Linked DNA regions of Mus musculus: regions 2, 3 and 4 are each linked to region 1. The links are chromatin contacts, called in public HiChIP or PLAC-seq and Micro-C maps. All regions are on one chromosome and are shown on one strand. Each heading gives the region's core, a stretch centred on a gene start, on an enhancer-like site or on the middle of the called end of the contact. The rest is flanking DNA. Distances are from core to core; before and after follow the strand shown. Region 1 holds the start of Zfp827 (zinc finger protein 827). Region 2 holds the start of Pou4f2 (POU domain, class 4, transcription factor 2). Region 3 has its middle 29 kb from the start of Otud4. Region 4 has its middle 93 kb from the start of Otud4.

Evidence for each region. Hi-C and Micro-C count contacts between places; a contact is called where the count stands out from the background. HiChIP or PLAC-seq counts read pairs in DNA pulled down with a chosen protein or histone mark.
Region 2: a contact with region 1 is called in a Micro-C map of embryonic stem cells, with 5 times the contacts expected there. The contact joins the promoter of Pou4f2 here to the promoter of Zfp827 in region 1. A contact is called at or near these places in 1 of 39 promoter capture datasets (embryonic stem cells), 3 of 484 Hi-C or Micro-C datasets (all in embryonic stem cells) and 3 of 115 datasets of contacts at active chromatin or transcription factors (astrocytes, embryonic limb bud and embryonic stem cells).
Region 3: a contact with region 1 is called in a FOXA1 HiChIP or PLAC-seq map of pancreatic cancer cells. The contact joins the enhancer-like site here to the promoter of Zfp827 in region 1. A contact is called at or near these places in 7 of 39 promoter capture datasets (3T3-L1-derived adipocytes, cranial neural crest, embryonic stem cells and 4 more), 5 of 484 Hi-C or Micro-C datasets (brown adipocytes, cerebellum, cerebral cortex and 2 more) and 11 of 115 datasets of contacts at active chromatin or transcription factors (the NIH/3T3 cell line, cardiomyocytes, embryonic forebrain and 8 more).
Region 4: a contact with region 1 is called in a Micro-C map of embryonic stem cells, with 5 times the contacts expected there. The contact joins the enhancer-like site here to the promoter of Zfp827 in region 1. A contact is called at or near these places in 1 of 484 Hi-C or Micro-C datasets (embryonic stem cells) and 5 of 115 datasets of contacts at active chromatin or transcription factors (craniofacial prominence, embryonic limb bud, embryonic stem cells and 1 more).

The regions. Positions count from the first base shown.
Region 1 is chr8:79,026,921-79,030,314 of GRCm38.p6, forward strand. Zfp827 (zinc finger protein 827) reads left to right here and starts at 1,517. Exons shown (of 15, transcript NM_178267.3): 1 at 1,517-1,809. The coding sequence starts at 1,767.
Region 2 is chr8:78,435,102-78,438,495 of GRCm38.p6, forward strand. Pou4f2 (POU domain, class 4, transcription factor 2) reads right to left here and starts at 1,546. Exons shown (of 2, transcript NM_138944.3): 1 at 1,010-1,546; 2 at 1-577. The coding sequence starts at 1,303.
Region 3 is chr8:79,609,165-79,612,558 of GRCm38.p6, forward strand. No RefSeq gene overlaps it. Among named protein-coding and RNA genes, the nearest start is that of Otud4, 29 kb to the right of the region's middle. Within about 2 kb of position 1,572, at least 7 of the 459 cell types and tissues checked have an H3K27ac peak or open chromatin away from gene starts, as enhancers often do. A contact at or near this core is called in pancreatic cancer cells, where this site is marked.
Region 4 is chr8:79,544,617-79,548,010 of GRCm38.p6, forward strand. No RefSeq gene overlaps it. Among named protein-coding and RNA genes, the nearest start is that of Otud4, 93 kb to the right of the region's middle. Within about 2 kb of position 1,560, at least 8 of the 459 cell types and tissues checked have an H3K27ac peak or open chromatin away from gene starts, as enhancers often do. A contact at or near this core is called in embryonic stem cells, where this site is marked.

The sequences.
Region 1 (3,394 bases), core at 267-2,766:
ACATCTATTAAAAAATTGGTAGGAAAATATTTAACATAATAAGATGATGAGTCGATTTTTTAAACCTCAAAAGGGAAGATGTTTAAATAATGCACCTTTTTATTTTTTAGCTCTGACTCATGACATATAATGTATTCCACCAAGTTCAAAGTTTCCCCTTACAAAGAGTTTTATGAAACAGCTCTTCTTCAGACCAAATTTTTTTTTTTTTTTACTTCAATTATAGTAGCAGATTTTGGAGTTTTAAATCATTAACAACCTCCCAGTGAACTTGTATCCACATGGCTTACAGTCAGAGAGAGAGAGAGAGACCCGTTCCCTTCACTGAGTACCTTTTGTGAGGCGACGCATCCTTTTCTGTTTTCCCTCTTTATGTGTCTCTTTGAAGCAAGATGTGTGATTTCTAAAGTAATGAAAGTATATGGCTTAATGAAGACTGCTGTATGAGCTCAAACTACACACTAGAATTGCTTCAGGGTAAGGCTCAGTTACCTGTGTTCTGGGGAGGTGGGGGGGGAGGCAGGGAGTGAATCACAGAAGTCAAGATCACTGTGTGCACTGTAGGAATAGACCCGTGGCAGTTGAGTCAACCCTGGGGGGCGGGGGGTGACCTAATCTTATTTTCCCTCTTTATCAAGAACCTGTAATTTTAGTTTTGGCTGAATTTTCAAGTGTTAACTCCACCGGACCCTCTAAAATTGGGTATCCATGCCACCCATCCACTGATCCCACCCTATGCTATCTTTTCATTTTTTTTTTTTTTAAAAAAGATTTATTTCCATTAGGCTGTTTTAAGGGAGTATGTGAGAGTCTGTAACGTCCAGACTCAAGGTGATGGGGTGAGAGAGTCAGTCTTTCAGTTACAAAAGCCTGGGGAATTTTATACAGAACCAAACGTAGTTTAATACACAAAAGAAAGTGGTTAGTGCAACCTATTTCCTTAAAAAAAAATCTGTAAAATAATGTTTCAAGAGCGGGGGGGGGCACTTTTCCACCACCCCCCTTGATTGGGCGACTAGCGGGATAAATTCGAAGAAGTCCATCCCACCCCCGCACGCGCGCCCCCCATGCTTTCCAGACAGAGCAGTTGTAAATGCTAGGCTGAGTCCGCCCTGAGAGCCTTAGGGCACCTTCCTCTTTGCTGAGTGTGTGTATGTGTGTGTGTGTGTGTGTGTGTGTGTGTGTGTATGCGCGCGCGCGTGTGTCTAGCTCTCGCTCTTTCCCTCAGTCTGTGCCTCTGTGTGTGTGTGTGAGTGTGTGTGTGTGACAGAGAGAGAGCGCGAGAGGAGAGCGAGAGAGCGAGCTGCGAGCTGTGCTGCCGCCGCCGCTGCCCTTTGATCCCGACATTAGTGTTAGGGGCTCGGAGACACAGCGCGCGGCCATAGACACCGCCGCACCGGCGCTCATTTATTTATACCTCCCATCACACGCGAGCACAGGACACACACACACTCACACCTATTAGATCCGTTTCCATTGAAGAATATTACGCTCGGGGACAAGCCAGGTGCACGACCAAAAAATTAAAAAAAAAAAAAAAAAAGGAAAAAAAAAGAAAGAAAGAAAGAAAGAAAGGAAAGAAGAAAACCCCTCTTCTGGCTCCAGGAAACAAGCTTCAACCCATTGCACACACCGGAGAGAAGGGGTTTCCCCCTGCCCGCCCCCCAACTACCTCCCCGCTCCTGCCAGTGTCTGCCTGTCTGCCCCCACGGGGGTTTATTTGATCTCACATTAACCAAGGAGGAGAATGTGAGAAAAGGGGGAAAATGCCCAGGAGGAAGCAGGAGCAGCCCAAGCGCCTTCCCTCACGTAAGTCATCCCTTCTCCACCTCCTCTCGTGCCATTTTCTCGCCCTCCCTCTCCTCTTTCCCCTCCGCAGCCTCCGCCGTTGTTTTCTGCATTAGTTTAGGGTTACAGAGGTGAAACTGACAAAGACACAGCCCGGGTTACTCCTCGTTTAGGTCTATGCCGAGGCAGCCATGTTGGTGATGATCAGCCCCGTGCCCTTTCTATTCTCTCTCTCTTTTTCTTTCTTTCTCTCGACCCCCTCTTTTTTTTCCTTGGGATCGGGCTTTTCCCCCCTTTCCCTCCCCCTCCTCACTCCGGTTTGCGGGGGAGGGGGCGAGAGGAGGGAGGAGGGGAGTAGTGTGGATGCCGGGTTTTTGTCGCGGGTGGGGGGAGGTGGGAGAGGTTGCAATCTTGGAAAAAAAAAAGAAATTCCGTGTGGATCCCGGTGCACAAGGGTGCGGGGTTGGGGCGCGCGCAGGGCCGAGGCCGTGACATGGCGATTGGGGGTGTCGGGGCGAGGGCGCGCGGCCGCCCGCCGGGCTGGGGACCGGAGAGGTCGGTCTCCGGCTAAAGGTTGCGCCGGGGTGGGTCGGCCCCGGAGCCGCGGGCAGCTGGAGCTGGAGGCGGAGGTGGAGGCGGTGGCGGAGGGGAAGGCAGGGGCGGTCGAGGAGGGTGTGGGGGCGCCGGGGGGCGCGGGTGGCCGATCGGGGGGCGAGGCCGGGCAGCCGAGCGGATGTGGGGTGCGGGAGCCGCGCCGAGGCTGAGGCGAGGCAGCCAGGGCGGCGCGCGGCGCGCGAGGTCCCTGCAGAGCCGAGGGGAGGGCGGAGCAGGGCTCCCGGCCGCAATAAAATGCGGGGTCAGGCGGAGCAGACAGAGCCGGGGCGACGCGGGCTCGCAGACCCCCCTGCCCCGCCAGCCCGAGCAGAGTCCGTGACTAAAGTGCATCCCAGCCCTCCTGGCCCTAGCCACACACGCCAACTGGAGACTCGCGCCGGGCTGCGCGGCCGGGTCCCCGTCCCCTCCTCCACCCGCGCCTCGGGTCCCTCCGCGCCGCCCTCCCGCTTTTCTTTGCGAGACTCTTAACTTTTCCCCCACTCCCTCTCGGGCTCCCCCCTCGTCCCCCCACAAGCTCTCCGCTCGGAGTGTTCCGAGATGCTGCTGAAGCTAAAAGTGAAGGAGAAAGAAGCAACTAAAAATATCCCCCCCGGGGCCGCCGGGCTCCTTGAATGCAGGGGAGAGGGGGCAGGGGAGAAGGCGTGGGGCGGGGTGGCGGGAGGAGGGGACGCGGGAGGCGCCGGAGGGAGGGGTCGGGGGAGACGGAGGGTCAGTTTCTCCTCTTCCCCCCTCCCGCCCCCCCCCTGCTCAGCTCCCCTCTCCGGGGCGGCTTGGCGCTGCTCGGAGCCCGATCCTGCAAAACCCGGGCTGGGGGCGGGAGCGGAGCCGGAGCGCCTGCCCGCGCGGGTGTCAGGCCGACGTGGTCGGTCACCTGAAGTTCACGGAGGGTGGGGGAAGGGTTAAGGTTATGGTGTCTCGGGTTATGTGTGAGCGTGTGTGTTTCCGCCGCAGACGGGCGAGCGCGATCGATCTCTCCTTCGCGAAATCTCCG
Region 2 (3,394 bases), core at 296-2,795, 590 kb before region 1:
GGATCTTGAGGTTGGCCAGCGCCGAGCCCACATCTGCCTGGGTCACTCCCAGCTTGATGCGTCGCTGCTTGAAACGCTCGGCGAACGCCTCCAGGTCCCGCGGGTCTGCATCCACGTCGCTCATGCAGCCCATGTGCGAGGGCAGCCCATGTGCGTGGGCCATGCTCAGGGCTGCTTGGTGCATGGGGTTCATGGTGGCCATGTGTGGTGCGTGAGCCGGAGTGGACACCACCGTGCCGTCGGGGCCCGCCATAGCTCCCAGGGCCAGCCCGGGGCTTAGGTGCTCAAGCAGCTCGCCCTCCAGCGCCTGGTGCGGCTGGTGATGGTGGTGATGGTGGTGGTGGTGGTGGTGATGGGTGCCAGCCAGAGCGGACGGGTGCGAGATGGGCACAGAAGAAGAGGAGGCTGCCGACGTGCACGGGATGGTGTTCATGGTGTGGTAAGTGGCGTCCGGCTTGAAGGGGCTGTGGTGGGGCGGATGGTGGTGGTGGCTCTTACTCTGGGAGACGATGTCCACGGCGGCCAGAGCCTCGGCACGGGCCAGCAGACTCTCATCCAGCCCGCCGAATATATTGCTCTGCAATTGTAAGTAGAAGGCACACATTACGCTCAGCAGGGAATTGTGAGCGCTCTCTCCGGAAGCCCCCGGCCCAGGGCTCGCCACCGCCACCGTGCCTACAGCATTCCCAGAACGTTAAAATAATAATAATGACAGTGATCCTGAAACTCGGCAGCGAGAAGAGAGGGGAAGCCTGCGCGAGAAGCCAATGTGCAGGGGGAGGAAAAGTGAGCCACAGACAACACAACACAACACAACACAACACGCGCACAGGCAGCATCCCAGGTCATAAAAATTAATATGAAAGGCAAGACCCGTTGAATACTTAAGAGAGGGGGGATTGGTTGGAGGTGTGGGGTGATTTGCTGTGCAGACATGAAAAAAACATCAAGCAGATAAAGGAGGCTGTCAAAATGTGCCTTTAAGCGGTGATTATGCAGACATACGCACCGGTGGGGTTGGAAGACAAGCTCTCCGCATCGCCTCCGAGCCCCCGCCGCCGCCGCTGCCGCCGCTGCCACTGCTGCTGGAACTGCTGCTCCGGCCGCCGCCGCCTCCGCCTCCGCCGCCACCGCCGCCGCCGCCAGCGTTGCTGGAGCTGCTAGGGGAACTGGCCGAGGGCGCCGCGGGCGCAGAGGAGCCCGGGGAGGCACTGTGTAGCGCCGAGTACTTGGGCTCCACGTGCAGGCTGCCTGCGTGAGGCATGCTGAACGCCTGCTTGCTGTTCAGGGACATCATCATCATCTTTCCTTGCGCGGCGCGCTCGTCGCTGGCGCACTCCGGTCCCAGCTACCCGACCCTCCGGAGAAGTACCCGGCCGGAGCAGCAGAGGGAACAACACTGCAAAGTTGTGCTCAGCCGCCACTGCTTCCAGGCCCGGTTCTCCCAGTGTGGCCGCTAGCTCCGCTCCTGTGTCTCCCGCTAGGTCTGCCCGAGAGGTTGCCCTGCTCCGGGTGGCTCTGGCTTCAGACCTCAGCACCCCAAAGTGCCCCAGCTCATCGAGGCGGTGGAGTTATAGTCCCCTCTTCCCGCGCCTGACCCCCGCCCGCCCTCCCCCTCCTTCCCTCCCCCGCCCTCTCCTGCCAGGACGCACTGCTCTGGGTGGGTTTCTCCCCGCCCTGGCTCCCCGCAGGCTCCGGTCCTTTCAGTTCTCCCTGCACCCGCCCCTCTCTCTCTGCCACGGGACCCGCAGCCTTCCCTGCCCCGGCAGGCGCTCTGCTGTTACCACTCCTACGCCGCGCCTGCAACTCCTGATTCTAATCGCGCCCCAGCTCAACCCCACCCAACTAGCCAGGTCGGTGCTTCGGGCCACCCCCACCCGGCAGTGCCAGTCACCTAAATGACAGTCTCCAGATCTTCCCGCCTCCCTCGGGAAAAAAAAAAAAAAAACTCCCCCTAAAAGTTGCGTTCCAAGCCAATCTTGGAAGCGACTAGCCCTGAACTGTGAGGTGCACCTTACCTGGCCACCTGCTCTCCTGCCCTCTGCTTACCACTAAGTTTCAGGGGCCCTCCCCTCCCGTCAGCTCCAGTGACCCTGATTCCCCTGGATGAGGATCTAGACGCTGCGGCGACCCGGGTCCTCTGCTCTGCTCTGAGCTCCCGCCTTGATGCGTGCTGAGGTCAGCCCCGGGCTTTGCATCCCACCGCCCGGCGGGTGCCTAGTGCAGAAAGACGTGGGTCTGCCCGGCTGCAGGGCTTCCTCTCCCTCGATTTCCCTCAGCTCTCAGCGGATTGGACAGCCACACAGCCCGTTAGTGTCCTCTATGCGCATGCGACTCCCCCCTTTATGAGCATATCACCCTCTAACACATGTACAGATTCCTCTCCTCCCACCCCCTTCTCTTTTTCCACCTCCTCCCTATGTCCAGTACAGGGTGAGCTGGGACTTGGGAGGATCTCCTGGCAAACCCTGACTCTGGGATGTATTATTCTTCATTAGCTACAATCAAAGGGAAAGGAGCAACTGACAGGACGAGAAGGGCCAGAAATACAGAGCGCATGTGCTGCCGAATGCCACTAACACCGTGTACACGTACACACACACACACTCACTCACTCACTCAAACGCGCGTGCACACACACTCACACAAACACACACACTCAGACTGGCGTAAGTCCCACTTATCTTCATTTCTACAGTCACTGTGTGCAGAGACTATTTTTTGCTTACACTTTGCTCCCACTTTTGTGCTAGTGCAAACCACTTTCCTGGAAGTGAACACACATTCTGAGTTCCAGTTCAAAAGCAGACAGTGTGGCCCACTCCCCAGCCCCAACCCCCCCAAACACAACCTATTTCCTCTCCTTCCCATCCTTCCCCTCCGTCCTGCGGCACTTGGGGCTACCCTCGCCTTCCAGAGCGCGGAAAGACACTAGGTGCATATACCGATGAGGACCTGCGGGTGGCTGGTCCGGGACAGGGGTGATCCGGAACAGGTGCAGGCCCTGGGAGCTTGGGAGGGCCAGCAGGTGTGAGAGCAAGCAGAAGGCCTAAGAGGCACTGGCGCGAGCTAGGACAAAAACAAAGTGGAGGGCAAGCGTGGAAAGGGGAGCCCTCTGGGAGTCAGCACCCGGAAGCCCTGCGGCGGTAGCGGCGAACAGGAAACCGTGGATCCTCCCCTGACCTCATCCAGGCCGGGGCTGGCAGGTTCAAGTTAGGAAAGCTGTCGTCGGAATACTCCCCCCCCCCCCCCACCCCAAAGCCTCTGCTTTGACAACGCGATGGGATCTGTCCGTGGTGCTTAAATCTCTGCTGCTTTGCCAGTCTGGAGCCCGCCTTTCTCTTCCCCTGCGTAAAGGAAAATAATAAACAGTAGCCAAAGGGGATTCCTACGA
Region 3 (3,394 bases), core at 322-2,821, 580 kb after region 1:
TCTCTCTCTCTCTCTCTCACACACACACACACACACACACACACACACACAAATACATAATACATACATACACACATATAAACATACATACATGGGTATGATTTTTGTTGTCATTATTCAAAGAATCCTTACTGGAGGCAGAACTGATATTTGGATACAAAGAGAGGCACTGAAGGTGGTTAGGTCTTACCCGCGTTCGCGCAACCGGCCAGGAAGAACGCAGCAAACCAGAATCTTCTGCGGCAAAAGCTTTATTGCTTACATCTTCAGGAGCCAGAGAGCAAGAGAGCAAGAGCAAGAAAAAGAACAAGAAAGCAAGAAAAGAGAGAGAAAAAGCAAGAACAAGAGAGAGAAAAAAAATGGCAAAACCCCGTCCCTTTTAAGGAGAATTATCCTCCGCCTAGGACGTATTACTCCCTGATTGGCTGCAGCCCATCGGCCCAGTTGTCATCACGGGAAAGGCAGAACACATGGCGGGAAAACTGCCCCTGCACGTGTGCAGATTATGTTTACCACTTAGAACACAGCTGTCAGCGCCATCTTGTAATGGCAAATGTGAGGGCGGCTCCCAACAGTTAGGTAAGATATTAAATAGAACCTAATTTGATGCTGAAGACCAGCAAGTTTCTGGTTCAAAGTAACTTGCATTTGTGTGTATACTGGAGCCAATTGCCAATTTGTTGTGGCGGTCCCTGCAAATGCTTTGGCTGTCAGAGTATCGATCCATGTGAGGAAAGAAGGAAATCCAATTCAGCATGACTTAGTTATTGGGTGTTGGCTCAAACTTCTAGAGTCCAAAACCAGGCAGGCAGTTCTTTTAGACATATTTTCAGGCACATTTAAGTGCAGCCCAATTTGGGGGTAAAGTTTCCTGGTAACATTATCTCAATCCCATATGTACAATAAGCTTAAGGCATGACTGTGCCAATACTCTGTTGCAGAGTACATGTAACCTCTCCCATTCTATAGTTTAAGGTCCTAAAATCTGGTGTGGTCTCCATCATCCAGATAGTTAGAGGTCGCCAGGCTACAAAGTACACGTAACATCTCCCCTAAAGACGGTGCTATTGACTGAGAAGCAAAGCTAGAGATCAAGGTCTAGGGAGAGAGAGTCTGGAATAAACATAATAGTCTGGGGGATTTGGTTGTGGTTTGGTCCCACAAATAGCACAGATCACCAGGCTATTAATAATATCTGCTCCCAGCCTTCTGGGTAGAAAACAGGTAAACACATCTCTTCTGTTGATGATACAAGTCTGAGTACTTAACATTCCTGCTTTCCCCTGTGCCCTCTACAAATTGTAATATGGAGTGAGTCACCCAGGGCAGGGCACAGCCTGAAGTCCCTGTTTGATTCAATATGAAGTACCTTAGAGCAGGGTGCAGCCCCATGTCCAGAGCAGACTTTTATTATATTTTATTTTGTTTTAATAGCACATGTACATGACTCAAAATTCTAAAATACTAAGAAGCATACAGTAAAACATGAACAATGAAAGAAGCCCCTCTCAGCCTTAAACAGCTGTTGTACTCTTCCATTATTCCACACGAGGTAAACTGTGAGCACTGGACAGGGAATCCTTCCATGGATACAGTGCACATCACCCTATACTTCTGCTTTCACTATGGACACAGCATTCCTTATACATCAAAACAGCCGCAGTATTGCATATTTTATTTAATCTTATTAATAGAAATTGGACTGGGTGGTGGTGGCCTGCCTTTAATCCTGGCACTGAGGAGGCAGAGCCAGGTGGGTCTCTGAGTTCGAGGCCAGCCTGGTCTACAAAGAGAGTTCCAGGACAGCCAGGGCTACACAGAAAAAAATGCTGTCTCTAAGAAAAAGGAAAAGAAGGAAGGGAGGGAGGGAGGGAGGGAGGGAGGAAGGAAGGAAGGAAGGAAGGAAGGAAGGAAGGAAGATAGTTTGAATGAGAATGGCCTCCATAAGCTTAAATATTTGAGTGTTTGGTTGGTCCCTGGTTGGTAGACTCTTTAGGATTAGGAAGTGTGGCCTTGAAGGAGCAGTATCACTGAGGGTGATTTTGGAGGTTTCAAAAGTCCACACAAGGCTCACGTGTTGTCTGTCTGTCTGTCTGTCTGTCTGTCTCTGTCTCTCTGCCTGCTTCCTGTGGCTAAGATGTAAGCTCTCGGTTACTGCTTTAGCACCATGCATGCCTGCTGGCTGGCCATGCTTTCTGTCGTGATGATAATAGACTGACCCTCTGAAGCCATAAGCAAGACCCAACTAAGTGCTTCCTTTTATAAGTTACCTTGGTAACGGTGTCTCTTCACAGGAAGAGAAAGTAACTAAGACATGAGGCCAGCAGGATGATCCAGTAGATAAAGGGGCTCACCACCCATCCTGGTGTCCTAGCTTGTTTTTCTATTGCTATGATAAAGCACTGACCAATACCAACTTGATGCCAGAAAGTATTTATTTGGCTTAAAGGGTACAATTCATCATCCTGGGGAGCCAAGACAGGAAGGCAAGGCAAGGAGTGGAGTGGAGACACGGGAATGCCACGTACTAACTTGCTCCCCGTGTTTATCTGTCTTATATAGACCTGGCACACCTGCCTAGGAATGGTGCCACCCATAGTGGATTCAGTTCTCCTACACCAATTAACAATTAAGAGAACGCCCATAACCATTCCTATGGGCCCATCTGATAGAAGCAATTCCTCAGTTGATGTTGCCTCTCCCAAGATGTATCAAGATGACTACCATCAAGCTATCACACCTGAAAACCTGAGTTTGATCCTCAGAATGCACAAAGTGGAAGAAGAGAAGCAACCCTTGTGGATTGTCCTCTGACCTCCACACGTGTACCATGGCACATTGTACACACATAAACAAATAAACAAATAATGGTAAAAAAAATATTTAAAAACGTAAGGTTTCGCCATTACAAATAATATAACAACAAAATAACCCCATGTACACGTCACATAGTTTCTGTTTGTGTGCGAGTGGGTATTTGCTATACATTTCTATAGAATGAAGTCTGTGGGGGCGGAGTATAAACTCTAAAAAAAACTTGCCAAGTCATGTTTATCTGTAAGTTTGATGATGATTCATAAATTCTTCTCAACAGAAGCTAAACCATTTTATTCCTGAACAGACAATATGTCTGCACATTCCTTTCTGAAGGCACAGGAACTCTGAAGACTTGCGGCTCACTCAGCAAGTCCAAGAGTCCCTAAACGCATCTCAGCATCCTTGGAACTTCACATCATTTTTAGAGTGATGTGCTCCATGCAGAAAGAGACCTCAGAAAGGTTTCCTTTGGTCTCCATGACAACCCCTACTTACTTAGAAAGCCTCAAATTATTGTTCCTAGGTGGCAAGAGTAAAATCTCAGGATTAAAAGCCTTCCCACTCCACGTTTTAAATA
Region 4 (3,394 bases), core at 310-2,809, 520 kb after region 1:
GACATCAGTGGTTGTGAGGAGCAGAGGCAGGAGAGATGGCTGTGAAGTACACATACTGGAGACTAGGAGACTGACTGTATAATAAATATTACAGTGGCAGACACATCAATGCACACTCAGCAAAACCTATGTGAGGTGCAACAGTGAGTGTGAACTCAAGTGTAAACTCTGGGTTGTAGGTGATGGCGGTGTGCAGTGAAACCTCCATCACGTGCTATGGGGTGTGTATTTGATCATATACTATCTGCTATAGGATGTTAGTAGTGGGAGAGATGGGGCTGGGTGTATAAGGATAGGAAGTGTATGGAAAATTATTACTTTCTGTTTAATTTTGTAGTGAACTTAAAACTACTCTGAAGCTGTGCATGGTGGCAGACACCTTTAATCCCAGCACTCAGGAGGAAGAGGCAGGCAGATCTCTAAATTCAAGGCCAGCATTCTACAGAATGAGTTCCAGGACAGCCAGGGCTACATAGAGAAACTCTGTCTTGGGGATGGAGGGAGAAAGAAAAGAAAAGCAATGTGGATCAGTAAGATGGCTCATTGGATAAAGGCATTTACTGCCAAGCTTGAGGACTGTAGTTCAACCCCTAGGAACCACACAGGAGAAAGAGAGAACCAACTCCAAGTTGTCCTCTGGCCTCAGCATCCCATGGCACATGTGAGCGCATGCATGTGCACTCACACACACACACACACACACACACACACACACACACACACACACACACACACACAGTGTAATTTAAATAAGTAAATAAAGTAAGATCTGTTAAAGAAAGAAAATGCAGTGTAATATTAAGTTGAGATGTTTTCTATTCTCTTTAAACCCAGTGTAAGCAAGCTTTTAGTGGCAAAGCAAGAACGAGGGTGCCTCTGACAGGCACCTGAACTCCCTGGTCTTTCTGTGCTGCCTCCTGAATCCTAGACAGATGTGAGAAATGACATAGCTGTTCTGAGATTCCAAGGCAAAGAGCTGACTCCACAGGAAAGTGCAAGGGCCTGAGTTGCTCTATTAGTTTCCAGCAGCTGCTGTCAGAACACCCCAAAGCTGGATGGCTTACTGTGCTACCTCCATTCTCAGGCCCATCCTTGCCCCCATGGTGGTTTGAATGGGAATGGCCATTTATAGACCCATAGGTTTGAGTATTTGGTCCCAGTGGATAGAAATGTTCAGGAAGGATTGGGAGGTGTGGCCTTATTGGAGAAGGCTTGTCAGTGGGCACAGACTGAGATTTCAGAACACTCATGCCATTTCCAGTTAGTCCCCTCCTAAGACTTGAGGTTTTACCCGTTGGTCTCTCAGCAGCACTGCAGTCATTCGCCACCATGCTTTCACTCAGCTACCATCAACTCTAACCTACTGGAACCACAAGCCCAACTAAACACTTTTAGGAGTGCCTTGTGTAGCCTCCCTCAGCCCTGAAGTAGGCTGATCCAGACTTTGACCTTGCTGCCACTGTGAAGGAAATTACCTAAGGTGGAGCCTTCCGACCTAGAGGGCTCTTTTGTTCTGCCACCTGCCACTGCTCTCTCCAAGACACTGCTACCTGCTGAGAAGCACCTGATACATTCCTACATTCCGGAGGAACATCCTATTCTGCACTTGACCTATAGGCTGGCTCCAGACACCAAGAATGGACTGGGGGGGGGGGGGCTTCCCCTTTTATAAATAGACTCTCTTAGTAAATGGAGGGCCTTGAACAGAAACATGTCTTGGCTCCATTAATCTTTCGCCATCTAAGTCTCTTTCAGCCCCAGCCTGCCTCCCTGGTGTACCCGGTCCTTGTAAGCCGCAGGCCGGCATACAACAGCCTTGGTCACTGGGCTTTATCACAACAGTAAGAAAATCTCCAGTGTTCTGTGATTTGTCACACAGCCTCTGCCTCCAAGTGCAGACAGTAGTCTTCTTCTCTGCTTCTAATTTTCATCTTAAAAACCACCATTCCTAGCTGGGTGTGGTGGCTCATGCCTTTAATCCCAGCACTCGGGAGGCAGAAGCAGGTAGATTTCTGAATTCGAGGCCAGCCTGGTCTACAAAGTGAGTTCTAGGACAACCAGGCCTATACAGAGAAACCCTGTCTCAAAACAAAAACAAAAACAAAAAACAAAAAACAAAAAACAAAAAACAAAAAACAAAAAACAAACAAACAAAAAAACCCACCACCATTCCTGGTTAGGAAAGTGACCCAGTTACTGGAATGCTAGCCTGTCATACACAAGACCTTGGGTTTGATCTCCAGCATTACATAAGCCAGGTGTACTGACATTGGAAATTTAATCCTTGAAAGTAGAGGCAGGAGAATCATGAGTTCAAGGCCATCCTTGGCTACATGGTAAATTCAAGACCAAGACCCACCTAGGGTACATGAGACCCTTTCCAAACACAAAAATAAGCCAGGCAGTGGTGGTGCATGCCTTAATTCCAGCACTCAGGAGGCAAAGGCAGGTGGATCTCTGTGAGTTTGATGCCATCCTGGTCTACAGAGTGTATTCCAGGACAGCCAGGGCTACACAGAGAAACCCTGTCTCAAAAATCCAGATATAAAGAAAGAAAAAAAAGGAAGGGAGGGAAGGAGGGAGGGAGGGAGGGAGGGGAGGGAGGGAGGGAGGGAGGGAGGAAGGAGGAAAGAAGGAAGGAAGGAAGGAAGGAAGGAAGGAAGGAAGGAAGGAAGGAAGGAAGGAAAGAAGGAAGGAAGGAAGGAGAACACCAGTTACACTGGATTTCTGACCTTTCTGACCTTACCCTATGTAGCTTACATGTGATATAGTACCCTATTTCTAAAGAAATGTCACGGTCATAGGGACCCAAGATTAGGACTTCAAGGTAACTTTGTATGTAGCGTGTGTGTGTGTGTGTGTGTGTGTGTGTGTGTGTGTGTGTGTGTGTGTTTGTGACAGAGAGGGGAATATAGATATGCATGTGTATGATTGTGTGGGGTGTGTTCATGTTTGTGAGCATAGTCCCATGTGCCGTGGTATGCATATGGAGATGAGAGGGCACTTGGCTGTCTCTCCCTTCCACCTTGCTGGGCCTGTTGTGTAATTCAGACTAGCTGGCCCAGGAGCTTCCAGGGATTCTCCTGGCTCTGCCTCCTTGTCACATAAACACACTGCAAACCATATCCAGCTTTACATGGGTTCTGCAGATCCAAAATTCTTGTAAGACATTGCAATTCAACTAGACAAAACTGCTGGTGGCCTTCTAAACTGCTCAGAAACAGCTAAAGTTTATGCCTCTGCACTTATACCGGAGAAAACAAAGCCCCCAGTTTGTTTAAGTCTGTTCATTCATTGTGTGGCGTTCATTTCCTCACTGAAGTTGTTGTTCCTATATACAAGCTCTAAGAATTTGAAGGCCACCAGCCAATGGAACCATCTGTTCAGAAGACAG